Regions from separate parts of the Mus musculus genome. Here all the other regions are linked to region 3. A link is a contact called in public promoter capture Hi-C and targeted proximity ligation data. All regions are on one chromosome and are shown on one strand. The core of a region is the stretch at or near the end of the contact, and the rest is flanking DNA. Distances in the headings are between cores, read along the strand shown. Region 1 holds the start of Zbtb3 (zinc finger and BTB domain containing 3). Region 2 holds the start of 1810009A15Rik (RIKEN cDNA 1810009A15 gene). Region 3 holds the start of Fads1 (fatty acid desaturase 1). Region 4 holds the start of Nxf1 (nuclear RNA export factor 1). Region 5 holds the start of Asrgl1 (asparaginase like 1).

What was found. Promoter capture Hi-C pulls out the DNA fragments that hold promoters and counts their contacts.
Region 1: a contact with region 3 is called in a promoter capture Hi-C map of pre-B cells, with 4 times the contacts expected there. A contact is called at or near these places in 4 of 39 promoter capture datasets (the C10 cell line, cranial neural crest, hippocampal neurons and 1 more) and 3 of 130 datasets of targeted methods (astrocytes, epiblast stem cells and pancreatic cancer cells).
Region 2: a contact with region 3 is called in a targeted proximity ligation map of astrocytes, with 2.2 times the contacts expected there. A contact is called at or near these places in 5 of 39 promoter capture datasets (the C10 cell line, cranial neural crest, hippocampal neurons and 2 more) and 4 of 130 datasets of targeted methods (astrocytes, embryonic limb bud, large pre-B cells and 1 more).
Region 4: a contact with region 3 is called in a promoter capture Hi-C map of pre-B cells, with 4 times the contacts expected there. A contact is called at or near these places in 4 of 39 promoter capture datasets (the C10 cell line, cranial neural crest, hippocampal neurons and 1 more) and 2 of 130 datasets of targeted methods (astrocytes and extraembryonic endoderm stem cells).
Region 5: a promoter capture Hi-C map of pre-B cells shows a contact between it and region 3, with 4 times the contacts expected there. A contact is called at or near these places in 3 of 39 promoter capture datasets (the C10 cell line, hippocampal neurons and pre-B cells) and 2 of 130 datasets of targeted methods (astrocytes and large pre-B cells).

What each region holds. Positions count from the first base shown.
Region 1 is chr19:8,800,948-8,804,098 of GRCm38.p6, forward strand. It overlaps Zbtb3 (zinc finger and BTB domain containing 3), which reads left to right and starts at 1,601. Exons shown (of 2, transcript NM_001098237.2): 1 at 1,601-1,738; 2 at 2,027-3,151. The coding sequence starts at 2,078.
Region 2 is chr19:8,887,406-8,890,177 of GRCm38.p6, forward strand. 1810009A15Rik (RIKEN cDNA 1810009A15 gene) reads left to right here and starts at 1,478. Exons shown (of 4, transcript NM_025463.3): 1 at 1,478-1,559; 2 at 1,719-1,843; 3 at 2,598-2,695. The coding sequence starts at 1,521. It overlaps Lbhd1 (LBH domain containing 1), which reads left to right. Exons shown (of 6, transcript NM_001286103.1): 4 at 1,719-1,843; 5 at 2,598-2,695. 5730408K05Rik (RIKEN cDNA 5730408K05 gene) reads right to left here and starts at 1,365. Exons shown (of 1, transcript NR_027866.1): 1 at 982-1,365. Snora57 (small nucleolar RNA, H/ACA box 57) reads right to left here and starts at 1,280; the gene lies at 1,131-1,280. It also overlaps Mir5136.
Region 3 is chr19:10,181,325-10,184,273 of GRCm38.p6, forward strand. It overlaps Fads1 (fatty acid desaturase 1), which reads left to right and starts at 1,564. Exons shown (of 12, transcript NM_146094.2): 1 at 1,564-1,940. The coding sequence starts at 1,728.
Region 4 is chr19:8,755,730-8,758,479 of GRCm38.p6, forward strand. It overlaps Nxf1 (nuclear RNA export factor 1), which reads left to right and starts at 1,374. Exons shown (of 21, transcript NM_016813.2): 1 at 1,374-1,530. The coding sequence starts at 1,503. It overlaps 1700023D09Rik (RIKEN cDNA 1700023D09 gene), which reads right to left and starts at 1,240. Exons shown (of 2, transcript NR_132423.1): 1 at 1,056-1,240.
Region 5 is chr19:9,133,917-9,136,957 of GRCm38.p6, forward strand. Asrgl1 (asparaginase like 1) reads right to left here and starts at 1,650. Exons shown (of 7, transcript NM_025610.3): 1 at 1,599-1,650; 2 at 871-1,071. The coding sequence starts at 1,638.

The sequences.
Region 1 (3,151 bases), core at 351-2,850, 1.4 Mb before region 3:
AATCCTCTCAAGCAAACAAGAAGTAGCTCAATTGAAAAAATAAACAAAACTCCATTCGTGGAACTATTTCCAGGGACTCATGGTGCAGCTCTGGTGGCCTAGAACTCACTATATTGACCAGGTTGACTTTAAACTCTCAGAGATCTGCCTGCCTCTATTTCCCAAGTGTTGGGATTAAAAGAGCACATCACCTACACTTGGGTTTTATGCTGTCCAGGCTGTGCTGAAAGTTTGTTGTTCCGGCTGGCCTTGAAGTTCCGATGCTCTGTCTTCTACCTCCTGAACATATTGTGGACATGCACAACCACATGTGTATTATGGGACCAAACAGGACTATCTTTGGAGGCAAACTACCATCCTCCTCAGAACTTTAGCTGGGTCTGCAGGCAGAAGACCACCTCAGCTGTGCTTGCTGACTGTTGACTTTCCCTTATAGGATGAGGGGCTGTGGAGGGTCATGAGACCCTCACTTGAGTATCCAGTCACTTCCCTCAACCAGTTCCCTAATTGCACATGACCCCAGGATCTCCAGGGCTGGGTGTGTGTGTAATATATATATTACATATATTACCTGATTGATATACATATATATATATATATATATATATATATATATATATATATATATATATATATATATATATATATATATATATACCCAGAATTCTATAGGTGGAGAATGACTTAGGGAGGGAGCTCCATCTATATGGCTACAGGAACATTATGCTGGGTAAACCCTTTAGCCAGGGACTTCTGAAGTGGCTCACCCACACTCCTGTAAGTAACCCCTCACCTAGGCTCTGTAAGAAAGGCCAATAAGTTCTCAGGGGCCCAAGGTACTAGTGGCATAGTACCTTGGTTTATCATTGGGACCTTACAGAAGAGTTTTTTGTTTTGTTTTGTTTTCTCTACTTATTGACTTTACATTCCGATCGCAGCCCCCCTCAGGGAAAAGATTTTAACAACACAGATATCCTTAGACTCTGTCCCATTTCTGTCCTTACTAGGGCTTGCCTAGAGAACAGTCCATCATCTTCATAGAGTTAGAGGTAGTTACTAACACCACTACTGAGCCTGAACTAGTGGCGCATCCTGTAATTTTCGAGGACCAGATCTGCAAGAGTGAACTGCACTTTTGGGAGGTGTGGCTTACTGCCCACTGTTTCGGCAGAGCTTGGTCTAGACGTGGGCCTACAGGTTATCACACCATTTTGTTATAGTTCTCCTTCTAGGTAGTCCGCAGCAGAAACAGGCTGTATACTCCCGAATACACTGCGTTACTGCCAACCTCGCCCCACCCAGGCGGGTAATTTCCCTATGGGAAACAGATGAATAAGTTCAGCCAATCCTGAGGTCTCTGAGGGAAGGCGGGATGAGGAAGAAAAGTTTAGGACAGGAGCAACAACCAATTGTGAGCCTCGACGCCTGAGCAATGGCAGGGATTGCCCATTTGGAGAAGCCGGTTATCGAGGGGCGGGGTAGCTCACAGTGAGCCAATCCACAACAAGAGAGGGCAAGCTTGAGCCAATTAAGATAGCGGAGGTGGGAAGAGGCGGAGCTCTCCTAGTAGCTGCTAGGTCGTGGGTGAGGGCTCAGCTTTCTCTGCTAGTTCCTACGTTGGGAGTCCTTAGCCTTGGAGTTCGAGAGGGAAAAGCGCAGGAAGTTCCGGGTCTGGGGCGTGAAGGCATCACCCGGGAAAGCTTGGGCGCAAAAGACAGTCCTAGTTGGAGGACTCATTGTAAGGCACCGGCTGAGAATCGAGGAAGCACAGGCTGCTTAGGGGGCGGGACTTCCGGGGGCAGGGCTTTTTTTCGAATAGGGGCGGGGACGATTCCTAAGGTTAGGCTCAGGGGGCGGAGCCAACAGGTCTTTGGGTGGGATAGTGGAAAAAGAAGGGCAGTTAACTGAAACATGGTTGGGGGTGGGGGACAGCATGTTGCCAGAGGCCTTGGGTGGTCAGCTCTATTTAAGGGCTGATGTGGAGGTTGCTATGGAAGTTACCTAATTTACTGTCCTTTCTTCCCAGGGAGTCAGTGGTAGGGAACTCTCTTGGGCACCCTTCCCTCCTTGGGGTGCTATGGAGTTCCCAGAACACAGTCAGCAGCTGCTTCAGAGCCTGCGGGAGCAACGGTCCCAGGGTTTCCTTTGTGACTGCACTGTGATGGTTGGTAGTACCCAGTTCTTGGCCCATCGGGCTGTGCTGGCCTCCTGCAGCCCATTCTTTCAGCTTTTCTACAAGGAGCGGGAATTGGACAAGAGGGACCTGGTGTGTATTCACAATGAGATTGTCACGGCCCCAGCCTTTGGGTTGCTTTTGGACTTTATGTATGCTGGCCAGCTGGCCCTTAGGGGAGATACTCCTCTAGAAGATGTGCTGGCAGCTGCCAGCTACTTGCACATGAATGACATTGTTAAGGTTTGTAAGCAACGATTGCAGGCCCGAGCTCTGGCAGAGGCAGACAGTACCAAGAAGGAAGAGGAAACCAATCCTGCTAGTCTGGAGTTTTTGTCAGGCAGTTCTCGAGGCCCACAGCCTTTACTGGCATCTGTTGAACCGTCAGCCCGCTGGAACAAAGAGGAATGGAAGGGTCCAGCCACTCCCTTACCCATTGCTCATCCTGCAGATGAGCCACCAGTATCTGGGGGGGCAGACACTACACAACCAAGCATGGAAGTTGACTCATCACATCTTCGGGCACCTCCTCCACCAGTGGCTGATGTCTCCGTCTCTCTTGCCAGCCCAAGTAGCTCTACAGAGACCATTCCTGTAAACTACTTCTCTTCTGGCCTTCCAGGAGTTTCGGTGGAGCCCTTGACTCCTCTTGATGTGGTTCCTGAGAGTCTGAGGGTGGTGGAACCAAGGGATACTGGAGGACCATTGCAAGGCTTCTATCCCCCAGCTCCAGCCCCACCCCCAGCGCCAGCCCCAGTTCTATCCCAGGCTCCAGCCCCAGTTGAAGCTGAACTGGTCCAGGTAAAAGTAGAAGCTATTGTGATCTCTGATGAGGAGGCTGACTTGTCAGAGGAACAGCCCCACAGATCTGAAGGGCTGTTCCCACCTGGAGGAGCAGTGTATGGGGGACAGCCCTCACAGGCAGAGGCTTTTGAGGAGCCAGGGGCAACAGGACTAGAGGAGGTGGGGCCAAGTGAC
Region 2 (2,772 bases), core at 228-2,727, 1.3 Mb before region 3:
TGGTAACCCAGTATTACCCTCAGGCTCCAGGTTTATGAACCAGGACACAAATTGTGCAAACCAGGAAAACACTCTCAATTACTAGCTATTCATACAATGGCAAAATTCCAACTCTATGTTTGACCAACAAAAGCAGAATGGAAACTCTCAGAAATCTTTTGAGATTTAACTGAATGTCTTATAAGGCCTTAACTTTTATTCTTTGGTCTTTCGAGACAAGGTTTCTCTGTATCACCCTGGCTGTCCTGGAACTCACGCTGTAGACCAGGCCGGCCTTGAACTCAGAAATCTGCCTGTCACTGCCTGCCAAGTGCTGGGATTAAATGTGTGGGCCACCATTGCCCGGTTTAGGGCTTAATTTTTATACCCAGTCCAGCCATTGGATTTTTTTTTTCTTACTTCTAGTAGGGCAGCTGAAAAGGAGGGTCCTTGAATCCTCAGGCAAATCTCGCTTAGCAACAATTATCCCTGGAGAGCTGTGAGGAACCTAAGGATGCTAGGGCTCCCAGATTCTGCACTGGGAATGGCAATGGCCTCCTTGTATAAGGCTGTTTATGTAGGTCCCAGCACGGAGACAAGTCCACCCCGAGAACATCCACAGGGCATGCCTGTGGAGGATTGAGATCCTAGTTTTACTTCCAATATCTTAGTGAGAAAGCTGTGCCTACCGCCAGTTTAAATGCCAGGAAGCTTGAAGATAAGGGTGCATGCTACCCCAGGTTAGTTCTGCTGATTACACGTGCGCACCATTACGCTAGGCTTTTTACCATAACTACAGGTTTGATTCCCATGCCTTTAGGAGCGCACTTTCTATACTCATAAAGATTTACATCCTGGTTGAGATTTAGCTTATTAAGTCCCCCCACAAGATCGACCAGAGATCTTTAGTGAATAGTCACTATCACTCCCAACATGTGCTTTCGGTCCTAAAGATTTGCAAATTACGAGTCGCAGAAAAAAAAGGTAGCGAACACAGGGTCCTTAGGGTTCACAGACTTTATTGATTCAATAATAAACAGCAAAGAAAATGTTAACCATCACTCCGGGAGCGTCAATGTCGACCTAAAATAAAATAAAAAGCGTTGAGTAACCCAGAGGGGACTGCGGGACCTAGCTACATTTCTGCACGGTTAAGTGTTCCGGCGTCTGAGGATAGAACCCGCGAACGGGAAGCCGCAAGCACCGAAGACATAACGCCGAGAGGGCCAGAGCCCTTTCTTCTACCTCCGTACATTACGGGGAGCGGGACCGCACGCCCGGTCCCCGCCAAGAAAAGGAGGATCTACAAAGTCAGGCCCAGTTCCCAGTAGTTCCCTCGCATATAAAGACAAAATCAAGACTCACGTGAAAACCACCCTTGGAAAGGCCCCGCAACGCGCGGAACAACCTTATATACCCCTGGTGCCCGCCTCCAAGCTGCGATTGGTTCGGAGGCATCAGAGGGCGGGGTCTTTTGCGTGTGGCGGAACCTGTGAGCGGAGCGGAAGTGCGGCTTTTGGAATGAGCCGCGGAGTGTAGCCATGGCACCTCCGGGAGGAAAGATCAATCGTCCCCGGACGGTGACTGAACTGTGGGAGTGGGAACTGCGTCTTTGTTTCCCTTTGCTTCCCGGCATTTTCCTCTTTGGAAACAGGATTAGTTAGGGGCTGGGGTTGTTAGGTGCGGAGGATCCCGGGTGGGTGTGCAGAACCTTACATGCGCATCTTTTTCTTCCGCAGGAGCTGAAGAAGAAGTTGTTCAAGCGCCGCAGGGTATTAAGCAGGGATCGGCGACGGAAACGCCAGGTGGTCGGGGCTGTGATAGACGAAGGGCTGACTACGAAGCACCACCTCAAGAAGCGGGCGTACGTACAGTATTATCCTCCGGTTGGACATTCCTACCCACTTCCTACCAGGTTTCAGAGCATCCCAGAGGTCTCCAAATTTCTTGTTCTCTTTCACGTTTATGCAGCAACTAGTTGAGAGTTATGTTAGTTTCCAAACTACTAGCCTCTTATGGTATCATTGCTCACAGGATTCTGATGCTGTTGTTGATTGTTTTGTCTCGGGTTTTCAAGCAGGGTTTCTCTGTAGCTCTGGCTGTTCTGGAACTTTCTGTGTTGACCAGGCTGGCCTCTAACTAAGAGATCCACTTACCTCTGCCTCCCAAGTTCTGGGATTAAAGTCCTTCACCACCCCCACCACCCCCCAGCTGCTCACTGGATTTTTTTTTTTTTTTTTTTTTCAAGACAGGGTTTCTTTGTGTCGCCCTGGCTGTCCTGGAACTCACCCTGTAGACCAGGCTGGCCTCGAACTCAGAACTTACTGACTTAATACTATTGAGGTACATATTGAAGTCAAATTGTTAAAAAGTCTTAAGTGTTAAAGAGTTCCCTGAGGACACCAGAGCCCATTCAGTAATTTGAATGCAGAGACCTTATAAAACAAAAACTGGGCAATGATGCTCCCATTTAAATTCCAGTGCCAGGAGACTAAGACAGAAAGGTTGCCTGTTGGCTAGCCTGGTCTACAGAGTGAGACCTTTTCTTAGCTGGGGTCATTTTTGAGGCTCAGTTTGGTACAAATGAACCTGGATATTTTTTGTTTCCTGTCACTCAGGTCCAGTGCTCGTGCCAACATCACGCTGTCTGGGAAGAAGCGCAGGAAACTCTTGCAGCAGATCCGACTTGCCCAGAAAGAAAAAGCAGCCATGGAAGGTAAGTCTTGGGCACAGAGGCTACACAACAAGAAGTCTGGATTTTACCTGGGTTTTATCTTTTTTTTTTTTTTTTTT
Region 3 (2,949 bases), core at 314-2,813:
GTTCCCAGTAAAGTTCCCTATTGCAGAAAGACCCACAATACACAGAATTGTTAGAGAACAGGCTCTGTGCCACAGTTGGCAAACGGCGCTCTAAAGAAGCTCATGCTTCCAGAAATAGAGATTGCTAGATTCACCAGTCTACACACTGCTGGTGTAACCACTGCTGAGGCTGTCACACAAACTTCACGATTGATTGCGTCCTACTGTCTCCTGACAATTAAGGCCACTAAACCTGTATAATTCTAATTAATATAGTGAAACACAGTGGTGCTTGCCTATGATTACAGCACTTGGGAGGCCAAAGCAGGGCGATCATTGCAACTTCGAAGCTAATCTGTTCATCACAGTGAGTTCCAGATCAGCCAGGGCTACTGCTTCCAGGGACAAAAATAACAACAAAACACAATACGAAACTAAGATCACTAGAAATAGAAAATGCTAAAGCTAATTGCAAATGTTAAACTACATACAAAGAAGGCAAGGCTGGCCTTTCTTCGTTTTATTTTTGTTTTAAAATCGTTTTTAAAATTGCATTTATTTATTTATTTACGTGTGTGTGTGTGTGTGTGTGCTGCCATGAATTGCAGGCAATGTAGGCTAGAAGAAAAACTTGTGGAAGTCAGTACTCTCCTTCCATCTTGTGGGTCCCAGGGATCCATTTCAGGTCACTGGGTTTTGCATCAGGCAACTGTTCCTCCTGAACCATAGAGCTATCATTAGTATTGTTATCATCATCATCATCACCACCACCATCATCATCATCATCACATTTTAGTTAGTGCATGTGTGTGTGTGCATGCGTGCATGTGTTAATTGTGTGTGTGTGTTCCTAAGTACTATATTCTTGTAAGTCAAAAGTGACGGCCAATCATAGCAGACAAGACTTCTGTTAGCGTTGGGCTATCACGTGAGCAAAAGCCTGGAACTGTAGCCAATCAGTCTCTTTCTTTATGTTAGTCCTCTTTCTTTCCACACATGCTAACTGCCCACCTTGCTAGGAAGGGGGATCTCTGAACGGCTACTGGGTCAGGATGCTGTTTTGTTTGCTAAAGCCACTGTGTTTAATTTGTCACGTGTTTCCTAGGGGCAGGAAATTGACAGAACGTTTGCCTTAGCACAATCTGCTGTATGAAACAGAACGTGGAAAGCAGTGCCTGTAAACCCAGAACTCAGGAGAGTCAGAGGTTCAAGGTCATTCTCAGCTACACAGTGAGTCTGGGGCCGGCCTGAGCAACATGAGAACTGTTTTCTTTTCTATATGTTCACACCAAGCTTCTATGCGCCCTTGGGACCTCCGCCTTAGCTACATCAAGCTGTGACGCACTCAAAGGAACCGTTATCCTATCAATCCCTACCATGCTCAATAAAAAAATAAATAAATAAATTCCGAAGTGGAATAGCCTGGAGACCACTTTCAGGCCCCGCGAGGGGGCGCGTCTCTGCCGCTGGAAGTAGCCTGAGTCTCTCCGGGGAGTGGGGAGTCTGTCTTTGCTACCCGAGAGAGGCGGAGCTCGCGCCCCACGCCACTCGGCTCAGCCAATGGGAGCTCGCGCCGCGGGGCTCGGCGGTCCGCGCCAAGGGTGCTGAAAACCCTGCGCGCGAACGGCGGTCTCCGGGCGCGCGCTCGAGGCAGCCCGACGCTCCCCTAGTTCGCGAGCCTGGCGTGCGCTGCCCCGCGGCCCGGAGCGCGCACCTCTCAGACTCCAGCTTCCCCCGCCAAGCTTGCTATGGCTCCCGACCCGGTGCCGACCCCTGGCCCGGCCTCCGCCCAGCTCCGCCAAACGCGCTACTTTACTTGGGAGGAGGTGGCGCAGCGCTCCGGGCGGGAGAAGGAGCGATGGCTCGTGATCGACCGGAAGGTGTACAACATCAGCGACTTCAGCCGCCGCCACCCGGGGGGCTCCCGGGTCATCAGCCACTACGCGGGTCAGGATGCCACGGTGAGAGCGGACAATAGGCGCATCTGCACCTCGGGGAGGGACATTGGCGGGGAGAGAGGCCTTTGAACCCGGGATGCAAGCGCCTGAGAGACCGGAGCGGTAGACGGTGGCCGGAGACACGCACACTCAAACAAAGGGCTGGTTGCACATCCGTGCTTTGCCTCTGGAGTCTCAAGCATGGGTTGGATAGGAGGGAATGAGCTTTCCAGGCACCCGTTCAACGGTACTTGCAACCTCCGGTGGTGGGAGGAGGAGTCTGAGCAGAGAGTGGGAGTCGCGTCCTGTCTGCCAGGCTAGGAGGGTGAACACAGCCTTGTCTGACCTAGAGAACTGGCCCTAAGTTGGGATTCGGAGCGGAAAGGAAGTGGGAAAGGACTGCTTGCGCTAGGGATGACACTGAGGACCCGGTGCTTGGGCATCACCTGTACATTGTGAAGCCCGGAGGGTAGGGTAATGAACCTGAGCCGGTCCAAGACAGCTTGCAGTTGGAGTCGTAAAACTGTACTCGGATTCTTAGTGCGAGGTCACTTGGGCCAGGGAGGTCGACTATTGAGGGAATAGGGCTCCCGCGCGATTAGACACTTCGCGGGGTCGCGTCCCTTTTCCGTTGTAGCTTACTGAAGGAAGAGTCAGTACGAACCCCAGCTTCTGTCTAGTGGCCCTGTTTTCTCTTTTTAGACCATATCCTCCCTCAGAGGCGAGGGCCGGACTAGGAATGACTTAGGACAGAGCATTCTTTGACAGGATTGTCATCTGTTGGGTCTCTACATTTGGGTCCATCTCCCTTTTAACTACCTAATGCCATCCCTCCGACCTCTTACTCCTTGTCTGCCAGTCTAACGTGCTCCCGGGGTCCTCAGGGTTCCTATTAAGTTGCCCATGAAGTTAGAGGTGGAGGGCCTTAGCGACCAGGCTAGAAGGAGCCGGTTTCTAGAAGTAACCACCCAGAATCCAAACAGCAGTGCATTCCTATACCGGTTCATGAAAGGATGGAGCAGACCCGCTCCGT
Region 4 (2,750 bases), core at 124-2,623, 1.4 Mb before region 3:
CAGTGACTCTGATGGGCCCCTACTGATAGGCAGGGTAGCTCCGGAGCTCTGTACACACAACTCCCCCCTAGAAGCGAGTAGCCAAGTACAGCAGCACTTCATAAGAGTTTTCCTTTGGACTAAGTGGGTTCATAATTGGGCGGCAACTTCCAAGACAGTACCCATAAGTTTGAGCCTGTTTTGTATCTTCAAATCAAGTCATGCTCCATGCCTACCAGCACCCCATCTGCTTCCCCCTCCCACAGCAGCATCTGGATCCAAGGCTGCAATAGTCCTAGCCACACCAGAAAAGTTTCCTAGAGCTCTTGGGTTTGACATTAAAGTTTCAGTCAACACTTGGGAGTTGGAAGCAGGTGAATTTCTTGAGTTTGTGGCCAACTTGGTCTACAAAGCAAGTTTCACAGAAACCCTGTTTCAAGAAACAAAACCCAAAACTAGCAACTTTCCCTAGCTACCTACCTAGCTGACCTGGGTCTACCAATTAGGCTTCAGTATGACAGACTGAGTGAAGTGAAGATCAAGGCTTAAGGCTCACTAGATCCCTGATTTTGTTTTGAGATGGTCTATGTAGTGTTCCCTATCTCTGAACTGGACAAAGTATTGATAGTAAGACTAAAGCTTTTTTATTTTATTTTATTATTTTATTTTTTTTGGAGGAAGGGTCTCTACATAGCTCTGGCTGTTCTAGAAATTTCTATAGAGCCAAGACTGGCCTCAAACTCAAAGATCTGCCTGCCTCTGCCTTCCAAATGCTGGGTTTAAAGACCTGCTCCACTACACCCGACTTGACTTTTTTTTTCATTAGTCAATTTAAAAGACCTTTTTTCATTAGTCAATTTAAAAACCTACGAAGGACAGGATTTCGTTTAATTCACACTTGGGTTTCACACTGGGCATGATACTGTGCTGGAGGAAGAAAAGTTCGCATTAGTTAAGGTTCCTGCTCCAGTGGGGCTTACATTCCAATTTTCTATTTCGTCATAATTCGTCGTGGAGATGAGAAAAGCTAAGAGGGCATAGGCCAGCGGCTGGCAAGGAACTGAGCTGCGACTTACTCGCTGCCGGGATCCCACCGGCGGGGACTGTGGGCCGTTACTCCCGTTCAGAGGCCAGGTCTCCATTCTTGTGTGTAGCCCTCGACCCTGCTCCTCTTGAGTTCAGTGCTAACGCAGAGGGTTTAGCTCCGGGACCGGGCCAGCGAAGAAATAGGAAGGCGGGGCCGGCCGATAGGCCATCCGGCCGGAGCTCCGGCCGTGGGCGGGCCTCGGAGGGCCTGGCCACGCCCCCGAGCGGCCGCCCTGCTTCTGCGCAGGCTCAGAGAGCGCGTTCACGTCCCGCGGCACCGCCCACATCCTGGGGACGTCGGCGGCGCGCGACGTGCTTCGCCGGATAAATGCGGTGGCGCCGGTCGTAGGAGAGATTCTGTCCTGAGCGCTAAGGCTCCTTGGCGTTTGGTGGCGTCAGGTTCTGCGCCTGAGCCCGCCCCTGTACCTGCCTGTGCCATGGCGGACGAAGGGAAGTCATACAACGGTCAGTGCGGGGCCTCGGGCCGGGAGGCGACGCGGTGGGTTGGGGTGGGCGGCCCTGGCCTAGGCCTCAGCCCGGGGGCGGGAGGCCGCGAGGAGCCCTACGTCCGTAGGTAGCGGTGGCCGCGCGGGCAGGGGGCGCGGGGCGCCGCGGGACCCAGGGGCTCCAGAGTCGCCCGGATTCAGGCGTTGGAGAACCTGTGGCTCAGGGGTGGGGTGACAAGATTCCTTTCAACTTTGAGGGTGGTTGATGCCTGTCAGTTCAGTTTGGCGGCCCGACTCTTCCTTTAAATGTGAGTCAGTAGTCGCTTGGTCGTGGGCTACCCTGGTGCCCTATTTTTCTTTTTCTTTTTGTGATACGATCAGTCTGTTCTTGTAGCTTGCTGCTTATTGTTTATCAAATTTCTAGTCGGAACACCTATCCTGACATGTTAATTCATTGTGGTGGTTAGGACACTATGACAGCTGAGGTTTGAATCTGGAGTTGGCTGTACTAAACCCGAGTGAGTTAAACTTTCAGGCCTTGTTTTCCGCCTCTTTCATGTGGGTACCTGTCTCCCAAGTTTGTGTGCATGTGCGTGTGCGTTTGTGTGCGTATGAAATAATTTCTACCAAGTGCCTAGAACACAGTAACTGGAGTGGGAATTTTCTTCCGTGAACCGTAGTTTCACTGTCTCTTAATGTATTCCTTTTTACTAGGGTTGCTTGGAGAGGATCGTTGTTTAGAGGATGCTAGATATTAGGTGGATTTCTTTGAAAGTTATACCTTTTTTGTATTTGTGTAATACTGATGATTTATCCAGGCCTGAAAAATAGCTACCCAATGAACCTTTATTTTAATTCAAATATAATTACTTGGTCTCCTTTCTCTAGCCATTCCCATTGTCAACTCTCTCCCCAAATTCATCCAACATGCAGAGCCCATTTAGTGTTAATGTGTATATATTTGTTTCTAAAGCTTACCATTTGGGATTGGATAACCATTTAGGGAATTCATCCCTAGGGAAGGCTAATTCTCCCTTACAGGGTCAGCCCTAGTATCCCAGGCTGGCCTCAGTCAGTCTCCCTGTGTCAGCTTCCCAAGTTCGGTATTGCATAGACTTTTACTTTTTTTTGGGGGGGTTGGGCTCCTAGAGTTAAACTCAAGGTCTGGCAAAAAGGAAAATAAATAGAACCAAGTGTAGTAGTGCACTGTTTAAGGTAAGAGGATCAGAGGTTCCAGGT
Region 5 (3,041 bases), core at 400-2,899, 1.0 Mb before region 3:
AGAGCAGTTCACAGACTCAGATGTCTTACTAGTGTGTCATATAAAGGAGGCAGTTCAACACTGAGATGAACAAACACCGGGCAGGGTCTGGAAGGGTGCTGGGTATTGGGCCCACTTTTGCTGTGGAGCTGGGACTGGCATACGACCATACTCACCAATTTGGAGGTTTTTCCCATCCCCAAAATTCAGGGATAGTTTTTGGATTGCTTCATTGTGGGGGCCCCTTTTTCTTTTCTAGAAGATGAGAGGGGCTGTAAATCTCAAATTCCCACTTAGGGCTTGGTCTGTAAAATGATCAGTCTCCACCTAGAGACCTATCCAGAGTCAATTTTCTAGTCAGAAGATGATTAGTGACTTTACTGTTTAGCAGGGACCGGATATTATAATAAAAGATTCTCCCAGCATCTGTTTCAAGATTTTTGAGCTTAATTTGGGGGAGGCAGAGAAAACACACAGATGCAGAGGGGTAGAGGGAGGGAATGTACACACAGGTCTCAAAGCCGAAATGGCTACATTTTATGGTATGTAGAGTCTACCTCAAGACCCACAAATACCAAAAGTCTACACCTGTAAAGCCAGCACTTGGAAGGCTGAGGCTTGAAGATGGTTTCAGGCTATGGAGGGCTCTCCAACAAGATGCCTGGCTTTTAGTATTGAATTCTTAGGGGGCAGGCTATATAAAAGGCGAATTAACAGACTTAAAAAAAATTCTCAAAACAAGTTGCTTAGTGCAAAATGAGGAAATTCAGCACTGCATCTTGCTCTAGAGTATTATTTGACCACAAAGCCAGTCAGACTGAAGGATACCGCGTCGGTGTGGACAGGAACTTGCTCCGATTTGGCATTATTCACCTGGCAAGCATAATTTACCTGCGTTGAACTCTGGGTCGTTTTCCAGGACAGTCACGGCTCCTTCCACAGCATCTACCGCGCTCCCTCCCGCCTTGAGGATTTTGTAGCCCTCGGTTGCCGCTCTGGCGATGCCCTCGCGCACCAGCTCTTTCCGGTTGGCTGAGATGTTGCTTGCTCCGCCACCATGGACTACCACCACGAGACTCACATCGATGGAGGCTAGGCATCAGGAAGAGGCGAGTGTCATTTTGTACCGGTCCAAGGGAACCAACTCAAGTGAGCAGCAGCGTCAAAGTTGTTTCCGTTCAGTGTCGTCCGTCCCCCCCCCCCCCCCCCCCCCGCTCAGTGAGAGTTTTGTTACAAAACCCCAAAGCGACCCAAGCCTCCCAGCATTCCTCCCCATGCTCTCCCACTCCGACCTGGCAGGGGCATCTGTGGCTCAGAAAGCCTGGTGTCAAGACTCCGAGCCTGCGCTTGTGCCACAGCGCTACCCCTCAGCCTCAGTTTCCCCAGAGAACACCAGCCTCTATTTCGGCGCCAGTACTGAGGTCGCATGTATCAGAGCTCCAGCCCTCCTCCCAGGAATCTCTCTGTGCCTCAGTTTCCCGGGGTCCGTGCTCTCTGTTCCAGTTCACTCCACCTAGGGTCCGGGGTACCCTGAGGACTGGACTTCCCCACGTCCTTCGGACCTGAGCTCCTCGTCTCTGGTAAATCCTACATTTTTGTTCTTGTTTCTTTTCCCATACCTCGGACTGGCGGCGCCACGGTGCCGCGGGCGCACGCCATGATGTCAAACTGGCCAAGCCACCAGGCAGCAAACCGCTCCGCCTGCAACCGCTCTGCAGGCAACGGTTCCGCGCTTGCGCACGAGGGTGGGGGCCCGGGGCGCTGCTGAGTTACCGTAAAGCCCCGGGGTCCCTAGCGCTGCGCACCAGCCTTCCGGGACTCCAGATCTAGAATAACATTGCTTTTCTACTTCCCTAGTAGCACGCGGGACCCTTTGTCTCCTTTGCCTTGAAATTATCGCATGCTCTTAAGTCTTGCTAGTTAGAATGCTACATTAAAACCTTTTCCCTTTAAGTTCCCCATCTTAATCTTTCGGAAGAGAAGAAAATAAAGTATACCTCTGCCTCTAATTTGACAGATTCTGTTCATTAGACACTCTGAGAGCCCAGAAATCCCAGCTCCTCTCCTCCTCTAAGTCTAGGGATGCCAGCTCTAAATCCTTTCATCTCTCAGTGCCCTCTTTTTGTTGACATTTCTTCTTTCCTTGCTTCCAGCAGTTGTGGCGGCAGGGGTAGAAGACCAAACACTTCGTATTCACCAAAGGGATCCTAGAGTCTAGTTTTGTTCTGATAGTCAAAGAGGGAGAACAGATGCCAGTGACATCTACAGGTTTCTGTAGCAGTGACACCTAGGAAGAATGCCCTGCTTTATTATGTAAAGCAATTTTACTTGAATTATGAGTTTGTTTTTTTCTCACAACCTTTGTTTTCTAATTTTAAATTTACTGAAGCAATATTTTATTTTCGTTATCAATCGCTTTGTACTGTTTATTGGCTAGATGAGTTGGTGTCAAAGATAGACTTTCATTTTGCAAGTCCTTCTCTCTTTAAGGTGGGGCAACCCAGGCTCATATGTTAATGAAAAGGGCTGACCTTGTGTAAGACTTCCCAACCATTACTTCTGTAGACCTCAATAAACCTCAATAAAGATGGCTTCAAATGGTCAGGACCCGGTGGGTAAGTGCCAATTTTCCTAATATTTTTTCTTGTTTCCATCTTACCACCAACTAGAGAAAAGTTGTATCTGATTCCCCTAACCATCACAAAGGGCCATCTTTTCTAGTTAGTCTATCCCTAGCTTCCCTAGGCCAAGAGCATCCAAACAGGACACAGCCTGTTTCCCCATAGAGCCCTTTCCTACCCGTTTGCCTGCTTCTGAGTCTCTACCAAAACCAGTGGCTGGTTGGTTCCTTTGCATTAGCAAGGTTTGAGTAGATTTGTCTTGTCCTCATTGGGGTGGGTTTCATTTATTGTGTTTATTTGCTACATAATTAGAGATTTCTGCTTGAAGAAAGATCATATGCAAAAGAGATGTTGGAGAAGGGACCAGCCTTTGATTCTGGAAACCAGAGCATCAGGTCTGGTATTACCCAGTCTTGGTTGCCTGTCCACCTCCTTCCACAG